3 separate regions of the Mus musculus genome follow, and all the other regions are linked to region 3. Evidence: chromatin contacts called from public HiChIP or PLAC-seq and promoter capture Hi-C data. All regions are on one chromosome and are shown on one strand. The core of a region is the stretch at or near the end of the contact, and the rest is flanking DNA. Distances in the headings are between cores, read along the strand shown. Region 1 overlaps Erc1 (ELKS/RAB6-interacting/CAST family member 1). Region 2 overlaps Erc1 (ELKS/RAB6-interacting/CAST family member 1). Region 3 holds the start of Wnt5b (wingless-type MMTV integration site family, member 5B).

The links. Promoter capture Hi-C pulls out the DNA fragments that hold promoters and counts their contacts. HiChIP or PLAC-seq counts read pairs in DNA pulled down with a chosen protein or histone mark.
Region 1: a contact with region 3 is called in a promoter capture Hi-C map of liver, with 2.1 times the contacts expected there. The contact joins the enhancer-like site here to the promoter of Wnt5b in region 3. A contact is called at or near these places in 9 of 39 promoter capture datasets (the C10 cell line, the HPC-7 cell line, embryonic stem cells and 5 more), 1 of 115 datasets of contacts at active chromatin or transcription factors (pancreatic cancer cells) and 2 of 9 other capture datasets (adipose tissue and embryonic stem cells).
Region 2: a contact with region 3 is called in an H3K4me3 HiChIP or PLAC-seq map of the 230-238 cell line, with 15 read pairs. The contact joins the enhancer-like site here to the promoter of Wnt5b in region 3. A contact is called at or near these places in 10 of 39 promoter capture datasets (the 3T3-L1 cell line, HPC-7-derived erythroid cells, cranial neural crest and 4 more), 1 of 484 Hi-C or Micro-C datasets (uterus), 5 of 115 datasets of contacts at active chromatin or transcription factors (the 230-238 cell line, DN3 thymocytes, forebrain and 2 more) and 3 of 9 other capture datasets (adipose tissue, liver and pancreatic islet).

The regions. Positions count from the first base shown.
Region 1 is chr6:119,667,216-119,671,190 of GRCm38.p6, reverse strand. The region is part of intron 17 of Erc1 (ELKS/RAB6-interacting/CAST family member 1); the gene reads left to right. Among named protein-coding and RNA genes, the nearest start is that of Wnt5b, 120 kb to the right of the region's middle. Within about 2 kb of position 1,305, at least 8 of the 459 cell types and tissues checked have an H3K27ac peak or open chromatin away from gene starts, as enhancers often do. A contact at or near this core is called in liver, where this site is marked.
Region 2 is chr6:119,634,275-119,638,370 of GRCm38.p6, reverse strand. All of the region lies in intron 17 of Erc1 (ELKS/RAB6-interacting/CAST family member 1), which reads left to right. Among named protein-coding and RNA genes, the nearest start is that of Wnt5b, 92 kb to the right of the region's middle. Within about 2 kb of position 2,605, at least 94 of the 459 cell types and tissues checked have an H3K27ac peak or open chromatin away from gene starts, as enhancers often do. A contact at or near this core is called in the 230-238 cell line, adipose tissue, embryonic stem cells and 2 more, where this site is marked.
Region 3 is chr6:119,542,559-119,546,710 of GRCm38.p6, reverse strand. It overlaps Wnt5b (wingless-type MMTV integration site family, member 5B), which reads left to right and starts at 2,364. Exons shown (of 5, transcript NM_009525.3): 1 at 2,364-2,730. Gm52875 reads right to left here. Exons shown (of 2, transcript XM_030255703.1): 2 at 2,364-3,464. The coding sequence starts at 3,163. The coding sequence ends at 2,447.

The DNA of each region.
Region 1 (3,975 bases), core at 56-2,555, 130 kb before region 3:
CCAAAGTCATTTCATATGTGTACATCTGCAGAATAAAATTTGCAAAGTAGAACCATAAGATCAGAGGACTTCAAGTCCAAGTTGATACTTGTTTCTGTTTGATATCTGATTTCAGGTATATATCACCACACAAATCTTCTAGTTGATACCATTAAATGAAAATAACAGCATGGGAATGTTATATACTACTATTTGTTTTAAAAGAAGGAAATTTGAAGCTGGGCATATAATGACCATTAACCTGGGGCAGTAAGAACAAGCATGAGTGAAGGTTTTTTTTTTGTTTTTTTGTTTTTTTTTTTTTTGTCTTTTAACTATAAAGCACAATATTTTGAGACAGAATCACAGTGTATAGTCTAAAGTGCTCTTGAATCTCAACCCTGCTGTCTAAGTTCCCTCCACACTAGTATCATAAGCATGCAGTGTCATGCTTTGACTACGTTTATATATTCTTTATACTTTTTGAAAAACCGTATGAATGAGACCTGAGTTTATAGTCTGACTGGTAAATCACATGCGTAGCTGTGTTAAAAATCTAATCTGCATGGAGAAAGGTGGGGAGTGAATGTATTACCTATATAATATTTTAATATTATGTTTCTTTAATATAGCAATAAAAGCATGAGTTTTCAACTTAGAATTGGATTTAATTATACAATGTGTGACACTGACATTATTGTGCTCTCATTTCATGTATATAAAGTAGTAAATGTCTGTCTCATAAATTTGTGAGAAATTACTTTAAAAGTACAGAATTTACAGGCCTACTCATAATGCATAATTAAGCTCATTTAATCTATTCTGCCAATTATGAAATAACTTAGCCCAGTACTTCTCACCCTTCCTACTGCGACTTTTTAATACAGTTTTTTATGTTGTGGTGACCCCCAATCATAAAATTATTTTTTGTTGCTACTTCATAACTGTAATTTTGCTACTGTTATGAATTGTAAATATCTGTGCTTTTTCCTTTGGTCTCAGGTGACCCCTGTGAAGCAATCTGTTGAATCCCCCAGGGCTGGCAAAGCACAAGTTGAGAACCACTGCCTTAGAGCTTATCTTTATACAGATAGCATTTAACATAGAATACACATTGTCTTTTCCTCTCTTCAAATTGAATGTGGAGGCAGAAGTCTTTGTTTTACTAGGAAAGAGGCCATGACCCTGACTTGGTTTTGTGACAGTCACTTCAAAAGAAGTCATAAAAATATTTGCAGACAGTGGAAAAGTAAACACAGCTTGGGAACTGATCCATGTCGAGATGAATATAGAAGTGAACTGGTATAAAGTTTCAAGGTGCAAAATAGCTGTTTGGAAGCTGTGACTCATGCAGTTGTTCTCAGACAGAGTTCACACATTTTCAGGATGAGCATACTCTTGAACGGCCTGAAGACACGGGCATGTGTAGCATGCAGTATATTCTTATAAGCCAGAATTATTAGCCTCTGAGAGCGTCTGAGGGACTCCTGAAGAATACATTTGGCAGTAATGATAATGGAGACACACTCACAGAGATATAGCAACTTTAAACTTATTTTATGAACCACAGTGGAAGAGCTTCAAGAGACCCTCTCTTCCTTCCAAATTCATTAACTGAGTTTTTCCAAGTAATTTGAATCTCAAAGATTTTATTTAGTTGTTTTTTTTTTAAATCAAGAATGTCAGATTAGAAAGGGCTAGAAAGTTTAATCCCAAAGGTTTCTGTAATAATAACCAATCTACCCTGGAGCTCCTACCAACTCCAGCGATTTTGAGGAATTTTCTGTATCATCTTGTTGTCTGGTTGGTTTACCTATAAACATTTTAGTTTCTGCATGCAATATACAGCAAGCAAAACTAAATGGTATATAATTATATATCAGACTTACATTCCATACTACCTATATAATATAAAACTATTCATAAAACACCCCAAATGAGGTTTTTATAGTAACATTAAAATTACTACCTGAAATAAAATGTCCCCACTTCTTCTAAAATAACACTAGAGCTTATCTTTAAGCCCTTCCTCTATTCTCAAGAATTCTGGTACCGTGTCCAGTCCATGTCTGCTTGATTTCTTCTCTTGTCTTTTTTCTTGTCAGAACCATAGTTGTGCTTTATAGGTGATTCGCAGGCGTGGGGATACTTACCTGCCCCTAAGTGACCCTCCCGTCTTTACTGTCCCTATCCACTTACCTCACAGCCCTCTCACACCCCTTCTGTAGTGTGTCTTCTTCTGTATGCACCCGTGCTTCATTCCGTGTATGTGTAACAGTAGCTCATTTACACTTGCTATGTTGCATTCCATCCTGTGACTATACCACAGTTTACCCACTCAACCATAAGTAGAAATCTGAGGTGTTAGCTGGTTGGAGATGGTATCAGTTCTTTCATTCCACGTTTGCTTGGGTCCCTGAGCTCAAACTCAGGTAGTCAGGCTTACATCATAGGACAGCAAGTGATCTCTACCCACTGCGCGGCCTCACTAGCAAGACAGTTTGGCGATGTTACAAATAAAACCTTGTCTTTTATTTACCTCTCTCATATTTTGGGCTTATTGAAAGCATACATTTTTTATGTTTGTCATTTTGATGTCTAGTGCATTGAAAGAGTAGGAGAGAAGAGGAAGGTAGACATAACAATTTAGATAGTACCATTGCCTTTCTTAAAATGATAATTTTATGTTTCTCTAGATCTTTTCTGCAGTTGTGTTCACTATAGTTCTTTGTAATGGAAACTCGAACTCTTAAGTACTAGCTAGTAAACTGTTGGAATTTATTAAGCAATAATGTTTCCATGTCTCTCTAGCCAAATCTTCTGCTCCTTCAGAATGACTATTAAATAAACTTTTATTTTTAACTTTCAAAAAGTTGACTATATAAAACCAGTGATAGATTCTTAAATATGAAATTAAGCATTTACAGTTGTAAACTGATAATAACTGCAATTAGGACTTCATGTTTCCTAACCTTTTTAGTTTTGGGTTCTTCTTAGAGCTTATTTTAGAGATGGCAAAAGAGTTTTCATAAAATATAACCTCTTGGAATAAAGAATTAGGAATTGTAATTTCTTGTTTCAATTTCTAAATTTAGTTTAGATAATTAAACCCATGATTTATTTTACATGTTCTATTTAAGAGTTTACAATATTGTTCCTAATGCACAGTTGGGTATGTCCACCTGGTGATAGACTCACTTTGGGTTCATATACAACCACATTGCTTCTTGTCCAAAACAGCAACACTGTCAGGGAGTAGCCTGTGTCATACCATGGTCATGCTAAAGAAAGTAATACTGATTATGGGGTAGAAGACAAATATTTGCTTTCACTGAATACATTTTAGAAACAAGTCCAGTTGATCCTCTATTAGTAAAAGCTCTATTTGTGAGTTTACTCGCCGCTAAAGCATATTTGCAACCCCAAACCAACACTTGGGACATGTTCAGTTCTTCACATCTGGACAGAGTAGCAAACAATTTGAGTCATATTTTAATTTAGAGACAGAAAAGGTAACACTTTGTCTTTCTGGTTTGGGTGTTGTACTGTAGACAGCTGACTTCACATGGTCTTTAGCACCATCTTTCCCACAGGTTTGCAAAAACAAAAAACAAAACTGGGGATCTTGCAAAGCTTTAAGCCTAGGGCTTGTAGGGTGTACAGGGTCCTAAGTCCCAAAATACTAAGCTATTCCTTACAGAGAATATCTAATACTTGTATTAGATAACCTTCACCAGTGTATTAGATACATACAGAGCTTTTTGCTATGAGTTTGTTGTATGTCTATTTGTTATTATATAAAATAAGATTCCTTTAGGTAGAAACATACATAGAACGAGATTTGGTTGTCAAAGTGCTATGGCCAGATACTTCTGTGAACCTAGTTCTTTCATTCTTCTCTTGATTCTCTTCTCAGAATTTGCTAATTCAGTGTTCACAGTACTTTATAGCTATCATGAATAGAAAACAGTGACTCTACTTGATGGCCTTCTACTT
Region 2 (4,096 bases), core at 1,356-3,855, 91 kb before region 3:
TTGTTCCACCTATAGGGTTGCAGATCCCTTTAACTCCTTGGGTTCTTTCTCTAGCTCCTCCATTGGGAGCCCTGTGATCCATCCATTAGCTGACTGTGAGCATCCACTTCTGTGTTTGCTAGGCCCCGGCATAGTCTCACAAGAGACAGCTACATCTGGGTCCTTTCGATAAAATCTTGCTAGTGTATGCAATGGTGTCAGCGTTTGGATGCTGATTATGGGGTGGATCCCTGGATATGGCAGTCTCTACATGGTCCATCCTTTCATCTCAGCTCCAAACTTTGTCTCTGTAACTCCTTCCATGGGTGTTTTGTTCCCAATTCTAAGGAGGGGCATAGTGTCCACACTTCAGTCTTCATTCTTCTTGAGTTTCATGTGTTTAGCAAATTGTATCTTATATCTTGGGAATCCTAGGTTTGGGGCTAATATCCACTTATCAGTGAGTACATATTGTGTGAGTTCCTTTGTGAATGTGTTACCTCACTCAGGATGATGCCCTCCAGGTCCATCCATTTGCCTAGGAATTTCATAAATTCATTCTTTTTAATAGCTGAGTAGTACTCCATTGTGTAGATGTACCACATTTTCTGTATCCATTCCTCTGTTGAGGGGCATCTGGGTTCTTTCCAGCTTCTGGCTATTATAAATAAGGCTGCTATGAAGATAGTGGAGCATGTGTCCTTCTTACCAGTTGGGGCATCTTCTGGATATATGCCCAGGAGAGGTATTGCTGGATCCTCTGGTAGTACTATGTCCAATTTTCTGAGGAGCCGCCAGACTGATTTCCAGAGTGGTTGTACAAGCCTGCAATCCCACCAACAATGGAGGAGTGTTCCTCTTTCTCCACATCCATGCCAGCATCTGCTGTCACCTGAATTTTTGATCTTAGACATTCTGACTGGTGTGAGATGGAATCTCAGGGTTGTTTTGATTTGCATTTCCCTGATGATTAAGGATGCTGAACTTTTTTTCAGGTGTTTCTCAGCCATTCGGTATTCCTCAGGTGAGAATTCTTTGTTCAGTTCTGAGCCCCATTTTTTAATGGGGTTATTCGATTTTCTGAAGTCCACCTTCTTGAGTTCTTTATATATGTTGGATACTAGTCCCCTATCTGATTTAGGATAGGTAAAGATCCTTTCCCAATCTGTTGGTGGTCTTTTTGTCTTATTGACGGTGTCTTTTGCCTTATTGTTTCTTTCAAATAAATGTTTTATATAACAATGAATTTTCTTTAAGCTTACCTTACTTAAAGAATAAATAGCTGTATTTCACAAAAGAAGGAAAGTTAATAACTTTTGCTAAATTAATTGTTAAGCAAATATCTCTGTATACTAATAAAATGAAGCTTTCATTAATTCCAGAATTGAGTTCATGTACTGTTGTACAAGGCAGTGTAGTCGTGGAATACAGATCACTACTGCTATGTGTGATAACTGCTTCACAGAGTTGAGGGTGGGGAGCCTCAAAGTAAGTAGAGATGCTGGAATCGTTAGGGAGTTACCTCAGCAGGCCTTTCACAAAGGTTAAACAGGTTAATGTGTCTTGCATACACTGAGACCTCTGCAGAGAAGGGAGGAAATTATAGTTGAGTGGACATCTTCAGGGCATGAGATAGAAGAACAAAACAGATATCCCAGAAATCGCCTATAATCTCTGGATAGCTAGTGAGTTAAATAATAAGGCAACAGAATCAAAGTGCATGTAATCCATTAATAAGAGAATGTGGATTTCCTATTTAATATGGGTTGTTGACAATTAACCTATGCCTCTTCACCCATGGTATTAGCATGGTATTGCTCATGGAGCCTGACCTCAGGGCCTTGAGTTCCACCACTGAATTAAATCCTTTGAAAAGGTTTAAGACAAGGCAAGGATGTGTAAGCCACAGCAACAGCTTTAAACTTGGTGGGATCACCCTTGCTGCTCTCCTGGAACATCTGACAGGAAGGACTGATTACACGGTGAGCTTACCCCATGGTATTAGCATGCTAAGCCACTGGCCTCCTTCTTTCATCTGATCTTTTCCCCAAAAGCTTTCAGGATTGTGGAGTATATTGTATATAATTCTGCAGCTATCCAACTTGGAATTCATACTTGGACAAGGAGGGGATGGTAAACATTGTTGGTTATGCTCCTTAATTCATGTCCCGTGTACTTCAGTGTGCTTCTGTGGAACACACACATGCTTAGCACTCCCGCCAAGTCACTGTTTCAGTCTTGGTTGCAGTTTCTTACTTACTGGTGCTGGAAGGCCAATGTGTTAAAGATTCCGAAATCATCAAAGGATGCTCAGCTTTCTTTGCCTTTGATATTTGTCTCTGGTTTCTGAAATTTGCCCAGAATGGGGAAAGGAACAGAGGGGAGGTCTTACTATTTCCTGGAGCTCACATGCCACAGTAGTGCACATCTTGATTCCATTAGTCTATGCAGGTCAAAGAGCAAGTTCAGCTGGTGTAGTTTACAGCACCAGGGACAGAGTGACTAGCCACTTTAATGACTTGCCTTTCTGCTGCAACTTACTCAGGAAATAGGGGTTGCTAACCACTGAAATGTTTGTATCCATGGTTGATGGGGTGGGGTGTTTGTTTGTTAACTGAGGAATAGACTCAGAATAGGGAGAGTGACTCGGCAGGAAGTGCGCTGACATTTTGTCCTCTGATCCTCTGGGGGTTCTCCCTTGTGTCTTCCTAGTTGCTCTCTTGGGGCTCTCCAGGCAAACAGTGAGGCTGCTTGTGCTAGCAGGACTCCATCTGGGGGCAGCCTCTAGTCGGGAGCACTCTGTTGTGATCAACTTCTGATTTCTGTATCTTTTCCTAAAAATGATCACTTCTGACTTTTTTTATATTCTTTTCTGTTTCTCTGTTTTCATCAGAAAAATAGTACTTTTATCAAAAAGTATCTTCTTACAAAGACTGTTTTCAATAGACAACAACTAAACCCAGTTTCTTTCACAACTTAACTGTTTTGTTTCATTCTGATTTTTTGCCTCTGAAAACACAACATTTTAAACAAGTTTCAACTTTTTCACAGTGGGTCTAATAAGCACCTAATAACCAGCTCACCGTGTAATCAGTCCTTCCTGTCAGATGTTCCAGGAGAGCAGCAAGGGTGATCCCACCAAGTTTAAAGCTGTTGCTGTGGCTTACACATCCCTGCCTTGTCTTAAACCTTTTCAAAGGATTTAACTCAGTGGTGGAACTCAAGGCCCTGAGGTCAGTCTCCATGAGCAAAGAAGAGGGAGAAGCTCCACAGTGTTTTCAAGGCGGTTCGCCCAAAGAGATCCAGTTTGCTCCACACCCAGTATGTGTACTAGCAAGAGGACAAGCTTGCAAAAGAGACTTTATTCAGCAACAGTCAACTGTGAGGAGCCAGGACATCTCTCCTGCCTCCCCAGGACTAGTAAAGGGAGAGCTGTGGGACATAGATGATAAGTGTAACTCTCCATGCTAGACCTGAGCATAGGGCTTTTGTCCTACCAGATCTTGCAAGGAACCCAAGTAAAGGCTTAGTAGTTCCAGGTAGTTTTAACCATTGCTAAATATCTGAAAACCTTGGGAATGCATACAGCAGAGGTACTAGCTACAGCAAAGCAGTAGAGGTGTATTGCTGTGCTTCACTATATAACATCTAAAACATAACGAGAGTGCAAAGTCTCAGGTTTGGGCTCAAGAGAACCCCGAGGCAGATTGTTCATGTAAATAAGAGCTTGGTTTATTACAAGAGTTATTAACAAGACAGGCATGGCAAAGGTCCTGAGGAAAGCTGAGGCCCAAAGGACAAAGTGAGGTTGCCTTCTTACAGGAAAGGGAGAGTTTGTATGCCAGGGGGTTGATGAGTCCATAGTAAATGCTTGCAAGTCAGGCAGTCTCTGATTCCCAGATGGCAATGGGAGAGGATTGTTTCTTGCATTCTGAGGAAAGAATGTGTCACCTTTAGGGTGTGGAGAACATGAGGATAAGGCACCCATTTGGTTAGTGTGCATCTATTATATTAGGTGTTTAGGAGTTGGGTAACTCATAGCTTGGAATGTGCTAGCCTAGAGTCTGTCTGCAGAATCAGCTGTCAGGATGGGGAGAGACACCACTCACTCAGGTGT
Region 3 (4,152 bases), core at 1,115-3,614:
ATCAGAGCTGAGGTCACTGAAATTCCTGTAGGACCAACTATTTTTTCCTAGTTTTCCCAGGCTTGCCTTCCTTTCCCTCCCATCTGCCCACTCTCTCCCCTTCTCTCCTTCCCTTCATTTATGTATTTATTTATGTATCTACTTATTTATTTTGGTTTTTCAAAATAGGTTTCTCTGTGTAGCCCTGGCTATCCTGGAACTCATCCTATAGACCAGTCTGCTCCCAAACTCATAGAAATCTGCCTGCCTCTGCCTCTGAGTGTTGGGATTAAAGGCATGCACCACCAAAGCCCAGCTGTTGTTGATGCTTCCTCTTCCTTCTCTTCCTCCCCCTCTTTCTCCTCTTCTCCTTCCTCCTCCTCTCCTTCCTGCTCCTCTTCCTCCTCCTCCTTTTCCTCCTCCTCCTCCTCCTCCTTTTGATGTAGGACCTCACTGTGTAGTCCATGCCGATGACAAACTTCTTGTCCTTCCTTCTTTTTCTTTATTATTTTATATTATTATTTGGTTGTTTTGAGACAGGGTCTCACTCTGTAGTGCGTCTGGTCATCATGGCAAGGCTGGAGGTGGCTGGCTACATTACATCTGTGGTCAAGAAGTGGACAGCGATAGATACTCATGTCCAACTGGCTATCTCCTACTCATTCCATCATTTAGTGGGCATCTTTCCCCTCAACTAACCAGCCTAGAAAAATCATCCAAAGACATGCCCAGAAATTTGTCTCCAAGGCAATACTAGATCCTGCCAGATTGCCAATCAATCTAAAGCAGACCTTCTTGCCAGCCTCTGGAGCACAGGTTCTGTATAGACCTCGCTAGCTCACGGCCCAGGCTATGCAGCCTGCTCATGATATGCATCTTAGCTGAGCAAGGGCTTCCCACAGGGCCACTATCTGATGTATCTTGGACAAAGGAGGGAAGGAGGGATGTGCTGGCTGCTGGCTGAGTTGCTTCTCTCACGCTGTCAGCGAGGGGCAGGCAGAGCAAAATGACCCTGGGCGAGCATGAGCATTCTAGGGGTCCACCTCCCCACATCCTGTTTCTCTAGACTTTAAACTTCCGGATGGTGAGAGCTCACGGATTGAACCCCAGGCAGCATTCAGGTTTTGTTCCCAGGTGGCCTTCTGGAGTGATTACAACCTCCAGGTTTTCCCTGAAACTTCCACAAAGCCAGAAGCCCAGAACGAATGATTCACTAGAGGGAAATACTGGAGCCAATTATAAACTGACAAAGCCAACTCAGAGATTTTGTGCTTGTTTTAGATGGCTCTCCCCTTGTCCCATGTGTCCCCAAGGATAAAGCCCTTGAACTGGACTCCCTGAGAGGGCAGGGTCCTATAATTATCATAAGGCATTGATTTACTGGCTGGACCAGATCTTGTAAACCACGCTCACTTCCAAGTGAGAAAAGTCCCGGAGTACCTGGGCTGCTGCCACCCCAATTCCAAGAGCCTTTCTTTCCAATTAAGGGATCATTTGATGAAAATATCCCTTAACTCTTCCTATTGTGACCCCTGAGAACAACAGCTCCTTACACCTCCTCAGTGTGATGAGTTCCTTGTCTTTTTAATGCCCAGAAGGGGGATTCTGTCCCCTTCTTTGGTTTCTAGGTCAAAAGTACAGTGTCTTTGATTATTACTGCTGGTTCCTTCCCCTCACCGAACTGAATTTCGAGGGAATTTCTTTAGCAGGGTGACAAACTCACAACCTGCAGAATGGATTCAGATCATGTGCTCGTGGTGGGCACCATGTAACCAGGATCTGGAACAGGGTTCTGCCACCAGCTGGAGGCCTGGACTCCCCAAAGCCTCTTCTAATTCCTTTCACCTTTTCCGGTTCCTTGGGCAGCTCACTGTGGTGTTCTGTGAGGAAACAGACTAACAGACTATAGGAACCGCCATAAAAGTGTTTAAATTCTGCCCTGAGCTAAGGCCAAACACTGGCCTCTAGTGACCTTTGCAGGCTACTAACGGTAGGGTCCTTTTATGTGCCTCATGTTTATCCGGAGACTAACTGGGCCCTAAGTCCTGACAGAAGCCTTTCCCGCTAGAACAATCCAGGCATCAGAGTCCCAGTCTGAGACCTGCCTGTGTGGGTCCGGACCGGGGTTTGCAGAGTGGAAATAGCTCCCGGGTCGCTTCGCAGCTCCGGACTCCAAAGGGTGTCACCAAAAGGTGAGTCACGCGTCCGCGCTCCACGTCCACGCGCGGTTGCAGTGCTCTGTCCCCGCAGAGTCTGCGGGACAGTGGGCGCGGAGGGGCGCGGAAGGCAGGTGCGGGGGCCGGTCCGGCTCCGGGGAGGAGCCCTCCGGAGCTGGGCGTCGCGCGCGGCCGCGGGCTGCGGGGGGCGGGGAGGCGGCGCGGGGCGGGGCGGGGCGCAGGCGGCGGAGCCCCGGGATCGCGCGCCCCGCGCCGGCGCTGCACTCGAGCCGTGGCCGCCAACGGTGCCGCTAAGTCGGGGCCGAAACTTCTCGGGGTCCCGCGCTCCAGGCCGGTGGCGCTAGCGGCGCCTGAAGGGACGGTGGGGACAACGCGTCTCCCCGGACCCCGAGACCGCGCAGCCTGCGGCCGAGTCGGAGCTCCGGGCGCCCAGCGCCCATCAGGGCGGACCGGGCACTCCGGGCGGGCAGGCTCCGGCCGCGGATGAGGAGTGCGGGGCGGCTGCGCGAGCGGCCCGCGCGCTGAGCCGAGGCTGCCCCGTCCCGTGGACGACCCGACGCCGCAGCCCCCGCAGGTAAGCTCGGGAGTCGGCCCCGCGCCGGCCGAGGGCGCTGTGTGGCCAGGTGGCGGGAAAGGGGCGCGCGGCGACGGGCTCCGCGGGCCGTTGCGAACAAAGCTGGGGCCGCGCGCGGGTGCCTGGCGCGGGCAGGTGGGGCGCGAGCGTCCAGGGGCTCTGCGCTCGTACGGCGCCTGGCCCGGAGCGGGACTGGCCCCCGGGGCGCTGCGCGTCGCCTCCGCGAAGCGGGGAACCCGGAGCTGCTCCGCTTTTCCTGGCTCGCCGGGGCCCAGCTGCAGTTTTGCGCGCGACGAACGGCGCGGAGTGTCTCCGACAGGTACTGCGAAGGGATGACTTTAGCCCAAGTTCCTGTCCCAGGCCACCGCGGGTCACACACTGGAGACGTGGTGCTGTCTGGTTCTCGACTGCTCCTCTGCATCTCTCTGTCCATCCTCGCGGGGCGCCTCAGAGGGTATCTGGCCCAACACTCTGGTCAGACCCAACTTTCTTGGGTATTTGCATCCTCACAAGTCATTGTTGAACACTGCTCACTTTGCTTCTAGAACGATCGGTTCTGTTTTGCAGGCAGAGAAACTGAAGTGGCTCAAGCCCAGGGTGAGTTGCACAGTGAATCGATGGAGGAGGAAACGTTTGTCCCCATAACCAAGGTCCCTTTTCAATGCTTTTGCACTGCCAGGCCACGTTGGCAAAGCTTTCAGCAGCTGCCACCTTGAGCAGTTTCAGCCTGGTACCTGGAAGAAAAAAAGACCCAGGGTCAAGTTAGCAGTCTCCTCAACTACTCAGGCCACCTCAGAGAAAGGCTCCCATTTGCCAGAACTTTGGTGTTCTGGCTGTCAATATAGGAACAGAGATAGCAAGCAAGCAGGGGCTCACTCCTTGCCAGAGATCAGCACTTAGGCAGGTCCATGTGGACATATTAGGGTTTCTCTTTTGTGACTGGCCAGACAGCACAGGCCCGAGTAGTAGGTACACTCCCAGAAAGCTGGACCATCTTCCCCTGAGCCACTGTTCCTGCGTGGATTCATTCCGGAGGAGAGCCTGCCTATTTATCAAAGATGAGGCCCTGATCTCAGGCCCAGGCTGGAGATGGCCCTGATCTCAGGTCCAGCAGCCACAGGCCTGACCTAGTAAAAACCCCACCTTGGTGCAAGGCTGGGTGGGGAAGGCTGCAGGATGGTTTCCTTTTATTTCAAAATAGTATCACATCTCTCTTTGACACATGATTGGTAGCTATAACTAGCAAGGAGGAGGGGCAAAAAACAATGCCCAGAGACACTGGGGGCCAGTGTCCTGAGGAGGAAGGCAGCGTTGTGTCTTCATAAGATGTTGAAGGGCAGGTGCCCAAGAAGGGAATTGTACGGGAAGCCAGGGCTCCTAACCAACAAGCGCAGGTGGCAGACACCATGAGCGGCTGTGACA